Linked DNA regions of Rattus norvegicus: region 1 is linked to region 2. A link is a contact called in public Hi-C data. All regions are on one chromosome and are shown on one strand. The core of a region is the stretch at or near the end of the contact, and the rest is flanking DNA. Distances in the headings are between cores, read along the strand shown. Region 1 holds the start of Arih1 (ariadne RBR E3 ubiquitin protein ligase 1). Region 2 holds the start of Adpgk (ADP-dependent glucokinase).

Region 1 (5,665 bases), core at 1,549-4,048, 180 kb before region 2:
TCCAGCCCCCCAGCTATCTTTTTGAGAACAAGGATCATATTGTTTTATTCTTCTGCTTGAAACCCTTTCAAACTTCCCACTGCCCTAATGTAAACTTCTTAGGATAGCTCATGATTCCCCTCTGACCCCTGCCTCATCTGCCTTCTCAGGTTTTATCCTTTAATAGTATCTAGCTGCTCAGCAAATTTCAGTAATGATATTTTCAAATACCAAAATTTTAAACATGGTTCAGATGTTTTCAAATTTTACTATAACTTAAAATTCATGCACTTGAGAAGACTAGAAAAGGCAAATTTGGAGTGAATTTTGTTGCTGGTAGTTTTTGTTTGAAACATGGTCTCCTCATGGAGCCTAACTTGGGTGGCTTCAAACCTGAATCTTCAGTCTTCAGAGTTTTTAATATTATAGAGATGAACTACCACCCACACTACTGGGTTGGAGGTTCGAGGAAACTAGTTAAGGTATGAAAGAAGTCATATTATGAGAACAAAATTTAAAATTTAATAGTAGTATTCAGTAGTAGTATTTAGGGTTCAGCTGCCTTTGTGATTGAAACTTAGTAAGAGAATGCACATTGCTATGCATTAGCCTAAAGGAAGAACCTAAAGGAAGATGATGCAAAGGGTTTTTAGAGCCTTGAAATTGTTATGGTTAATATCAACCTGATGACCCCAGAATTACTCAAGAGATAAATCTCTGGGCAGTTTTATGACTTTGTAGATCCAATAACTGAGGTGGGAGATCCATTCTATATGTGGACTCCTAGGCTTAATGATAATAAGAAAGTGATGTAAAAATCATTGTTCACCTCTCTCTCTGCTTTCTGACTGCTGATACAATGTGACAACTGCCTCATACTTTTGTCATCATGCTTCCTTGCCAGGATAGATCTTGTCCTCAAAATGTGAGCATTGATCCCCTCCTCCCTTAACCTGCTTTGTCTGTTATTTTGTCACAACAATAAGAGAAATAGTGAATTAACGAATACACAGATATTCTTGAATTACTTCCACAGGTATAACCCAACAGGGATGGGGAAGAACAAAGGGTGTTTGTGTCTATGGCTTGTCTCAGTTGTGGCAATAACTTATAATTGCTAAATAGAAACACAATGACTCAAAGGACAAAGATAACCTAGAGCTGATGTTAAGTGCTTTGATTTGAGCTGGGCATGGTGGTGCATGTCTCAAATTTTAGCATTTGGGAGACAGAGGCAGGAGGGTCAGGAGGGTCAGGAATTAAGGGTCACATGAGACCCTATCTCAAAAACAAAACAAAACGAAACAAAACAAAAGAAAAGGCTCAGCAGTTACAGAAAAGCACTTTCCATGTAGCCTGATAACTTTACCCCAACTCCTGGAGTCCACACAGTGAAAAGAATGAGTTGTCTTCTGACCTACACTTGCCATGCCCTCAACTCAGTAATTATATGTAGAAAATAAATTGATCATTTGAGAACAAAATAGACAAACCAATATGTATCTTTATATTTTCCACTTTTCAAAGTTTTTTTTTTAACAGAATCTATATCTTAAGCACTGTATCTATTAAGGATTCAGCTTTTAAAAGATTTTCAGACTGGCCAGTCTTTCAAGTTACTGGAAGAGGGAGGTTCTTATGCCTCTCTTCCTTCAAAACACTTTCTTGGCTCTCCTGTCCTATTTTCAAGGTATTAAGTCCAAAGCAAATAAAAGAAGATAAACCCAGCCTTGGAAAGGCATAAAGTGCTTTGTCATGACCTCTAATTTGCCCAATATTTCATTTACTGATTTAAGTTTTAAGTTTCAGTTTTGTAACTACCGTGAACTTTGTGTTGAGACAAGGCCATCTTCCTTTCCTCCTTTGTTGAAGTAGCCATCCATCAACACAGCTTACTTCTGCACTACTTCCAAATAAGCAGTACTGCTATATTTGGTCTTTGTCGATGTGGTTTGCCTATATTGTTTCCTAGAATTATTACTGTAATTTTCATGCAATGTAAGACATATTATGTATCAGAAAGCCTCTTTGCTCCACTGCTGGGGGCTGAAACTGGGGTCTTTATGCATGCTGGACAAGTGTATGCCACCACAAGGTATACACTTCGATTTTTAGAGCCTCAAGTGCCTCAGCTATAACCTGGGTACTAGGACTCAGTGAAAAGGAGCGCTAAACTATGGAAGGCCCTTAGTGATCCATTGAGGAATTGATGGCCTTTAGTAATCAATTGAGGAACATGACTGTTGACATGTTTTGGACCCTCAAGAAGCACTAGTCAAGATGAGTTCAGGAACCGTCTCTTTACGATGACGTCACCTCACGGGGACCCGAGAACCTCTGTAGATCCACACGAGTGGACAGCAACACTCTGACTACCTGTCACACGATTTGGAGGTTCCGCGTATTACCACCTTCCAGGCAGTTACTCGGGAAACCGGAATTTTAGCTGAGCAGCTGCCGGCTTCCCGGAACTAGCCGGGGCGTGTCAGAAGTGTCTGCGAGGCCCGGAAGCGAGGAAGGTCCGCCACGAAAACCACCGCTTGGCCGCTCCCCGGACTCCTCCCCACGACCGGAAGGCCTCAGCCTCCTCACGTCAAGGACCTACAGCTTCTCAGTCTAGACTGGCCACCGCCGCGCCGCCGCACTCCCGTCCTCCTCAGGCCGGGCCGTGGGGTCTCCTCAATTACTACGCAGGGGCCAAGGGGCGTGGCGCGGTGACGTACAGAGGACCGACGCGATGACGCAGCACGGCGCGGTGACGCACGCCCCTTTGTTGGCTCAGTAGCGGTAGCAGCGGCCGCGGAGGTGGCGCTGGGGACTGTTTTCCGTCCGAGCCCGGAGCGGAGCGGCGTCTGATTGAGGCCGGCAGTAAGCGGCCCCCGCGCTCCCTCCCGCTCTGCTCCGCGCCCTCCCGGCCGCCGCCGCCGCCCGCCTCCAACCGCCGCACCCGGGGAGCAGCCGCGGCCCACGGGGCCGGAACCAGGCCTGCGTCCGGACAGCAGCCGGAGCCGGAGCGAGAGCCGGGGCCTCGGCGTCCCCGCCCTCTCCGCGCCGCGGCCAGCGTCTGCCAGGCCCGCGCGCGTCGCGCCATGGACTCGGACGAGGGCTACAACTACGAGTTCGACGAGGACGAGGAGTGCAGCGAGGAGGACAGCGGCGCCGAGGAGGAGGAGGACGACGACGAGGATGAGCCGGACGATGATAACCTGGATCTCGGCGAGGTGGAGCTGGTGGAGCCCGGGCTGGGCGTCGGCGGGGAGCGGGACGGACTGCTGTGCGGGGAGACTGGCGGCGGCGGCGGCAGCGCTCTGGGTCCCGGAGGCGGTGGCGGCGGTGGCGGTGGCGGCGGCGGCCCGGGGCACGAGCAGGAGGAAGATTACCGCTACGAGGTGCTCACGGCCGAACAGATCCTGCAGCACATGGTGGAATGTATCCGGGAGGTCAACGAGGTCATCCAGGTGAGGGGCCCTGCCACGCCATCTGGCCCTGGAGCCGGCTTGGGGAGCGGACTCAGGCGGCCTGTGCGGCGCGGAAGAGCAGGCCAGGGCCTGGCTGGTCCCGGGCCTGTCTGCCCTGCCGGCCGGTCGGGAGGTGCGCTTGGGCGGTGCTTCCCGGAGTCCTGGCATGGCGGAGGCCTGGGGCTGCCTGAGCGGCTATGGCCGGCCGTTCCAGCATGACTACGGCCAGAGTGCCTTTCCTCAGAAGTGAGGATGGGATACAGGGGCGGGCTAGAGCGGGGTGAGGTGGTGAGTATGGAAGAGGTGTCAGAAAGACCCCGGCCCTTTTCGCAAGGTTTATCCTAGTCCTTGAGTCTCTTGAGCAGTTTCATATGGGATTAGGGCAGGCCCTTCAGAGCAGCTTTGGTGTACGATTGCCCCAAGTGGGCACCGGCTAATAAAGAAATGGATCTCCTTGGCAGTCTTAAGTGGCTACTTAAAGGTGGGGGAAGGGAACTATTTCTCGGAAGAGGTGCTGATGGGCCTTATTTTCTGATTTTGAGACTTATGCCTACATTTAGGGGGAGGGGAGGGACATATTTTCTGTTTGGGACCTGCCTGCTACTACTTCCAGTGGTAACATGTAACTTGATGGTAACATGTAACTTGATGGAAGCTGTTGGAATAGTTACTGCAGATTTCCTATCCACTCTTGCAGCTTCAGCAACAATAAAACGCAGTGTTGTCTAATTGGACAAAACTCTATTGTGAATTAGAAAGAGGCATTCCAGCTTCTGAACTCCTTTCTCTGTAGGTTTCTATTTTGTGCATAGACAGTTAAAACTTGCTTCAGGCCAGTAACTGCATCTCATTTAACACTATATACATCAGAGTTTTTGAGCTTTAGGAAATTAATTTCCATTCGTTTGGGGGAAAAGTTACGAATGGGATGATTGGAAAGTAAAGATGACACGTGATCCTGTGGTGAAAGGCGGAAATTTCAGCTGTTTAGGAGGTTGAAGCAGATGGATGATGGCAAGTTCAAGTCCTACCCGGACTACAGAGTAAACTCAAGGCTGTCCTGGGCAACTTGGTGAGACGCTGTCTCAATATAGAGTAAAAAGGGGGATGAGGATACAGGTCAGTGGAAGAGCAAAAGTTAGAGGCTCTAGATTCATTCAGCCCTCAGTGTTGCAAAATGAAAAATCAGAGTGAAATCTTGATTCATTTTAACTGTAACAGTAGTTACATGGAAGGAAACTACATAGGAACAAGAAGTTACTCTTGTTTTCAAGCACATTGCTTCCTTTTAAACTTTATTAGAATTGGTTAGCTTAATATTCATGGACAGATTATCAGTGTCACTGCCTACTTGCTGAATTTCCATGGCTAACATGTGTATGGTCTCATCCACTAAGCACCGTTTTGCAGATCTAGGCATTAAAGAATGTACTTGGAAAAATGGGAAATCTCATCTAGTGTTGTTAGTAGTGGAAATCTCAAGTTTCAATGTAGATGATGGTGCCTCGGAAATAAGTGAAAGGATTGTAGAAGTCAGATTAAGTTTCATTGCTCTAGTCCTTAGATAATCCAGATTTCTTTCTTCCCTTTATTTAATAAACAAAAAGGAATTGCATTAGCAAGGAATTTGCGGTTAAAACTTGAATTATTTTTATTTACACGCAGTGAGATAAAACCTGATGTTTTTAAACTCACCTAGCTTACTGGCATTATAAATAACTCAAGGGTATTTATCAGAAATAACTGACTTATAAATGTGTATTTTACTTTAGTTAAATCTCATCCAGTTTTGTCAGTTCCTAGATTTATCTGAGTTACCAGGTCAGGTAGCAGATATGCATGACATCATTTGTGGTTTAAAGAAGAATAAATGCTGATGAACTACTAAGACCTGTAAAAATCAGGGATGGGGGGGGAGTACTTTTCCACATTTTCTTGCTTCATTATTCTAGTCTTTATAAGTAAGACTGATTTTTTTTTTAAGATATATTTTTATTTTTATGAGTACACTGTAGGTACACACACTAGAAGAGTGCATCGGATCCCATTACAGATGGTTGTGAGCCACCATGTGGTTGCTGGGAATTGAACTCAGGACCTCTGGAAGAGCAGTCAGTGCTCTTAACCGCTGAGCCACCTCTCCAGTCCGAGGCTGGATTTATGAACACCTGAACATGTATTTCTTGTTGAAAGTTCATATTTAGAAATACCAGTCAAGTCAAAGGTAG
Region 2 (5,765 bases), core at 1,281-3,780:
ACTGTAAGCCCCCATAAACGCTTTCTTCTACAGCTTGCTTTGGTTGTAGAGCTTTGTTATGGCAACAGAAAAGTAACCGAGACAAACCCCAGTCCTCCGTGACTGTATTTGGTTTTAGGGTCTTTCAGGAAGCGACTAAGGTTAAATGGGTGTTGGGGGTGGGCCCTAATCCAACAGGAATAGTGTCCATATAAGAGGAGGAGACATCACTCTGGAGAACTATACAGTAAAAGGCATGTGAGAACACCTGTAGCTGCCTAGCTGCAAGGTAGGAAGAAAGGCATCCCCAGAAATCAGCTTCCTTAGAAACCACTCTGGCACCTTGATTTGGGACTCAGGCTCAGTCACCAGAAAGTCTGTCATTTTAAGCAACTAGTGCGAGTTATTCTGTTCTAGCAGCCCAAGCTGCTTCCAGCAGCACAGACCTGGCTTCCTCCATACATACATACACCCTCAGAGCCCAGCACATATGTGACATAGCTCAAAGAAAGATGATCAAGAGCCCGATAAAGCCATGCCTTTAATCCCAGCACTAGGGAGGCAGAAGCAGGTGGATCTCTGAGTTTGAGGCCAGCCTGGTCTATAGCATGAGTTCCAGGAGAGCCTGGACTACATAGAGAAACTCTGTCTAGAAGAAAAGTAAGTATATAAAAATAATTTTAAAATAAAACAAAATTAAGATTAAAAAAGAAAAAGAAACAAAATTAGACAATAAGGGCTAGAGATGGCTCAGCAGTTAAGAACAGGGGCTGCTATTCCAGAGGACAGAGTTCATTTCCTAGCACAAGTTTGGGTAACTCACAACCACATGTAACTTGGCTCTAGGGGATCCAAGACTCTTTTCTGGCCTCCAAGGGGACCTGCGTTTACGTGAACACACCCACTCCCACACAAATAAAGTTTAAAAATTCTAAATCTTAAAATAAGACTTTGATAATGAAGGCTAGAGAAATGGTGCTATGGTTAAGAGCAGGTCCTCCTGAAGAGGACCCAGGTTTGAATCCCAGCACCCCTGTAGCACCTCACAATTGTCCACAATTGCAGTTCCAGGGAGGAGGGGGGTCTTTACAGGTACTGCATGGAAAAAACACATACACGAAGAAGAGGGGGGTTGGAGGAAGAGAAGGAAGAAAAGAGGAGGAGAATCTGATATGAGGTAGGCAAAGAGACTGAACTTTAAAGAGTTAAGAGATACACAATGCATAGGTTTGTATTGTGTTTGAATATAAGCTAACATAATATATTGGGTAAATATGATTATTTCATTGACTCAGGTCAACTTTGCTTTACTCCACCTAGCTACAACATTCGAACAAAAAAGAATATCTGACTGGTGTGTTTTTGCACAGGCCTCTTGTGCATGTAACACCAGCATATGAAGCAGGGGCAGGCAGATCTAAGCTTGAGGCCATTCTTGATCTCCTTATGTTCCAGACCAGCCAAGGAGGCTGTAGTTCAAAAAAAGAAACAGCAACAATAACATAAAAACCAAACGAAAACAACCCACCAAAAAAACCAACCAACCAACTCCAACCTAAAGAAAAACATCACAAAAAATTTTGCTGATGCATGGTGTCCTTGACAAGAAAATCAAGCCTAACTGAAAGAGGGACTGAGGTTAGTGTAAAAAAATAACTACATTTCTGTGAGTTTCACAAAGAAAGGAGTATTTGTGATTTGAGAGAGCCTTAAAAATATGAACCACCACTTAGTATGGGGAAGAAAATAGTTTCGAGAAGGGCGTGCTAAACTCGAAAGGCGCAGAGAGCTGATAATGAAACCTTAACAAAAAAAATGTTGAATTTGAAAAGGCGTAGTTTTTGTAGAGTTGTCTTCAGACTGGATGACGTAAAGAAATAAAGTCAACAGCTAGAGACAGAAACATTCAGCTTTAAGTACATTAGGAAGGGTACTAGAAAAATAGGAAAGCCCAAACGTCGTGACCACCTGAGAACAGTTGGCAGTAAGGGCTGAAAGACAGGACAACGGAGAAACCTCAAAAAATACAACTGACAGGTTGAGTTGTATTTAAGAGGCTATGAGAGCTGATTGGTTTTACACCGACAAGAGAAGAGCAGGGCGAGTCGAGAGTAAATATGCTGACTATCCCTGCAGCGATGACGAAAAAGGTTCGTCTCACACGTCCGACACTTTCCGCCAAGAGGGCAACCCGGACACCACCGAGTCCCGGGCGGACCCCGGAGCGCGCCCACTTCCCGGGGAGGCCCAGAGCCACAGACAGGCCCCGCAGGCACTCACCCCACAGCCACGCGGCGCCAGCGCCGGGCGGGCTGCACGATGAGGGCATCCCAAGCGGCCGCCAGCCGGCTCTCTGGGGACAGAGATCCCGGGGGCACTGGCGCGGGCCCCAGCCTCAGCGAGCTCCAGAGCGAGCGTAGCGCTGTGCCCGGCAGCTCCGGCTCCAGCAGAAACACGCAGCCCACGGCCAGCGCCAGGAAGCCGGCGCACGCAGAGCCGCGCCACAGCGCCATGTGGACACACTGCCGCACTGGAGACTACGAGATCCTTTCTCGGCTCGCGCCTCCTCCCAGCTGGGCGCGTGCTGACGTACACGCGCGGAACGTCACACCCGCGCGCCACAGGCTCTTCCTCCCGATGGGCGGAGCTACTGAACTGTTGCCCCAGTTATGGGTGGAGTTATAGGTGGGCTAGACAAGGGGGCGGGCATTGGAGATTCACTCACTTCACTTCTTGGCGCCGGCGCTGGGCGGAGTTGTTGTGCGGTTCTGACCCTGGATGGACAAAGGCAGCAGTGTGGCCCCAATCCTTGCACGTCTTCCCGATTTTCACCTGCAGTCCAAGATAGAGTGGGGGGAAATACGTTTACTTCCCTAGTAAGATAAGGCTTGCAGATACCGAAGAAGCAGGCAAACCTCGCGATTTACGTAAGAGTCAGTTGGTCTCCCATTAACACGAGCCACGCTGTTCTCTCTTAATCCGTCCCTCCGCTAGTGTTTCCTCTCCATGGTTTTACAACGCCGGTTCCTTTCAGAGTCTGATGCATTGGCTAGGCGGAGGGACGGATTAAGAGAGAGACGCTGGGAAGGGCTTCCCGTGGGAGGAATCAGCTCAGACACTAGTGGTTCTGGGCCAGGGGATTCCACCTCTTGAGGTTTTCAGCTACTCAAAGGCTTCCGCTGAGATGGAAGCGATCTTGTTCAATCTAGAGATCAGATTCAACACTCAGACCTCTTAGATAACCCTTTCGGAGGTGCTGTTCCTTTTAACAACCTCAGAATAAGCCGTAAAGGGATACAATCGTGTACAATATGGAGGGACTATAGACTCCAGTTTAAAAAAAAAAAAAAAAAGTCCTGGGTTTCGTGTTCTCGGTGATACTACAGGAATCCAGCGCTGTCTTCTTTGGTGTGACATTTCTGTGTGGGAGGGTAGATTAAGAGTCAGGGAAGCTAGGCTTGATGTCCAGTTCATTCTCAGCCTCATCTGCTGGCCTGGATTGTTCTAGTTCTGCTAGCGCCTGACCAAATTTCTATGGTGTCTATGATTTTTGGACTTGTTAATAGAAATGTATTTCCCTAGCTTTGATCTTGGACATTATCACCTCCATCCCCCGAGTGTCCATGCCAAGATATTCCAGAGAAAAGGTTTCTGTCATGGCCCTCAGCTGTTAAGTCTCCCTGCCACCCAAAGTGACCGCACCATCCTCCATTTTCAAAACAATAGATCCACTGACCAGCCAGAGACTGTTTACTAGTTTGCTTATTCTCCTATGTATTTATTAAATAGGGTCTTGTGTAGCCCAGACTAGCCTCAAGCTTACTGCGTTGTCAAGGATGACTTTGAACTTCTGATCCTCTTGCCTCTACCTCTTCATTACCTCCTGGAATTACAAACCTGTATCTCTGTACCTGGTGCTCAGTGAGGAAGGGGAGGTCTGTGCCTTCTAGACAGGCGCTTTACCAAATGAATAGCATTTTTTAGCCCCTGTGTACTGAGAACCAATACACCGGGTGATTAATTGATTTGGGAGATTGACTGGCAAAGTCACTGGTTGAAGGTTGGCTAGAGCCCATTAAATATAAGTTCCCAAGATCAGTTTTGGGAAGAGCAGAGGAAGCTGAACAACACACACTGAGAGGCCGAGGGGAAGGCTCCCCACCAGCGTGGTGGTCCCTTGGAAAGCTGCTGGGTTTCCAGAACTTTGCACCCGATTCTTCTTTCCAGGCTTGCAAAAACTTCTGTTGTTTAGTCTCAGAGGCTAACTGACAAGAGCTGGAGTAAAATCGAAGTTTATTTCTCATGTAAAAGTCCAGATGTGGTATGTGTGACACTGTGGGCTGGGCTAACAAGCAGGATCTCATCTGGTAGTTTTGCGGGGGATGATCTGGGCCTCTTCCTGATTGGGTCAGTCAATGTGAGTTTGTACTGGAGCAGATAAGGAGATGAGAGTTGGCCTCAATTCCAGCTGCAAATTAAGAAATCCAGAGCTCCTGGAGCTGAAGGGCAGACACCAGCAACACTCCACAGAGCCCTCTAACCACCTACACAGTCCCAGCAGCCTTGATTTCCTCTCCCATTTTATCAGGGCTCAGGGAACTACAGTCCCTCTTGAAATATTTCCTTAGTGAATGACAAGTCATTTCAGATTATCTGTTTGGCATCTGGAATGTTTTGCTAGCCAGTGGCTTTTCTAGAGGACAAATTATACCAAGTAGTACTGAATAAGCAGACAAGGCTTTACTGCCTGAGCTGAGCAAAAACAAAAACAAAAACAAAAAAACCTGAGGGAGCCTCATGATCACCCCTCCCCCAACCCAAATTACTTCCAGATATGGCCTTTGCTATTGGTTCTCTCTCCCAGGACCTTAAAATGAGAGAGAGAGAGAGAGAGAGAGAGAGAGAGAGAGAGAGAGAGAGAGAAATTTCATGCCAGAGAATTCAGAGAGCAGCATAGGAGCATAGGCCCCAGGTGTTCCACCCAAGACCCTGGCCCAGAAGGCCAGAAGGCACACCTTGGATGTAAACAGAACACCACATCACCCCAGGATCTGAAAGGTTTCAAGTCTGCTTCTATTTTGGAGCAAAAGGCCCCCATGTTGGCTGGGTTAACCTTTTCCACAGCTCAGGATCTCTGGGGCTTCATCCAAGCTGCTTTCTAAAAACTATCCTCTAATCAGGTGTTTGTTGATGCCAGGCACCCTGCCAGCCACAGATTAGAGCAGAACTTTAAAGGTTATTTAAAAAAACTCCAAAGAGACAAGATGGGGAAAAAAAGATCTCAAGACCTTCAAGAAAAAGGTTTATATTCTGATCAATGGGCGCCCTCCTCTCTGTCTGGCACTAATAGAGCCCTGGAAGGGCTCAGGAGATGAGCTGAGGCAGGGGCATAGCTAGACTGTCAGCAGCAGAGACAGGTGAAGGGTAAGGGATGTTCCTTGGTGGTAACAGGAGTACCCTGCCTGGAATGGCATCTTCTCATTTTGGGAGGTGAGGCACTGGCCCAGGACTTTCCTTTGGGCTGAACTACGTTGAAGGGGAAGTGCTGAGCCTGGAGAGCAGGAGGCTGAAGCTGTTGGGATGTCTGTCTTTTGGGAGCCCAGGGACTTCTACACAGTGTTCCCTTGACATCTCAATTTTCCTATCAGACTGCCAGCCAAGGCCCTTCAAGCTCACAGACTCTGTCCTCTGAAGGTGTGGAAACCAGGCCTGTTGGCAACCAGATAGCAGATGTTGCAGGGATGTGGTTTCTATTTCTGTAATACAGTGGTTTGGAAAGAAAGGGA

The links. A called contact is a pair of places that touch in the nucleus more often than the background predicts.
Region 1: a contact with region 2 is called in a Hi-C map of liver, with 2.3 times the contacts expected there. The contact joins the promoter of Arih1 here to the promoter of Adpgk in region 2. A contact is called at or near these places in 4 of 12 Hi-C or Micro-C datasets (frontal cortex, liver, mammary epithelial cells and 1 more).

Annotation. Positions count from the first base shown.
Region 1 is chr8:68,772,705-68,778,369 of GRCr8, reverse strand. It overlaps Arih1 (ariadne RBR E3 ubiquitin protein ligase 1), which reads left to right and starts at 2,798. Exons shown (of 14, transcript NM_001013108.3): 1 at 2,798-3,437. The coding sequence starts at 3,069.
Region 2 is chr8:68,592,037-68,597,801 of GRCr8, reverse strand. It overlaps Adpgk (ADP-dependent glucokinase), which reads right to left and starts at 2,530. Exons shown (of 7, transcript NM_001100723.1): 1 at 2,260-2,530. The coding sequence starts at 2,492.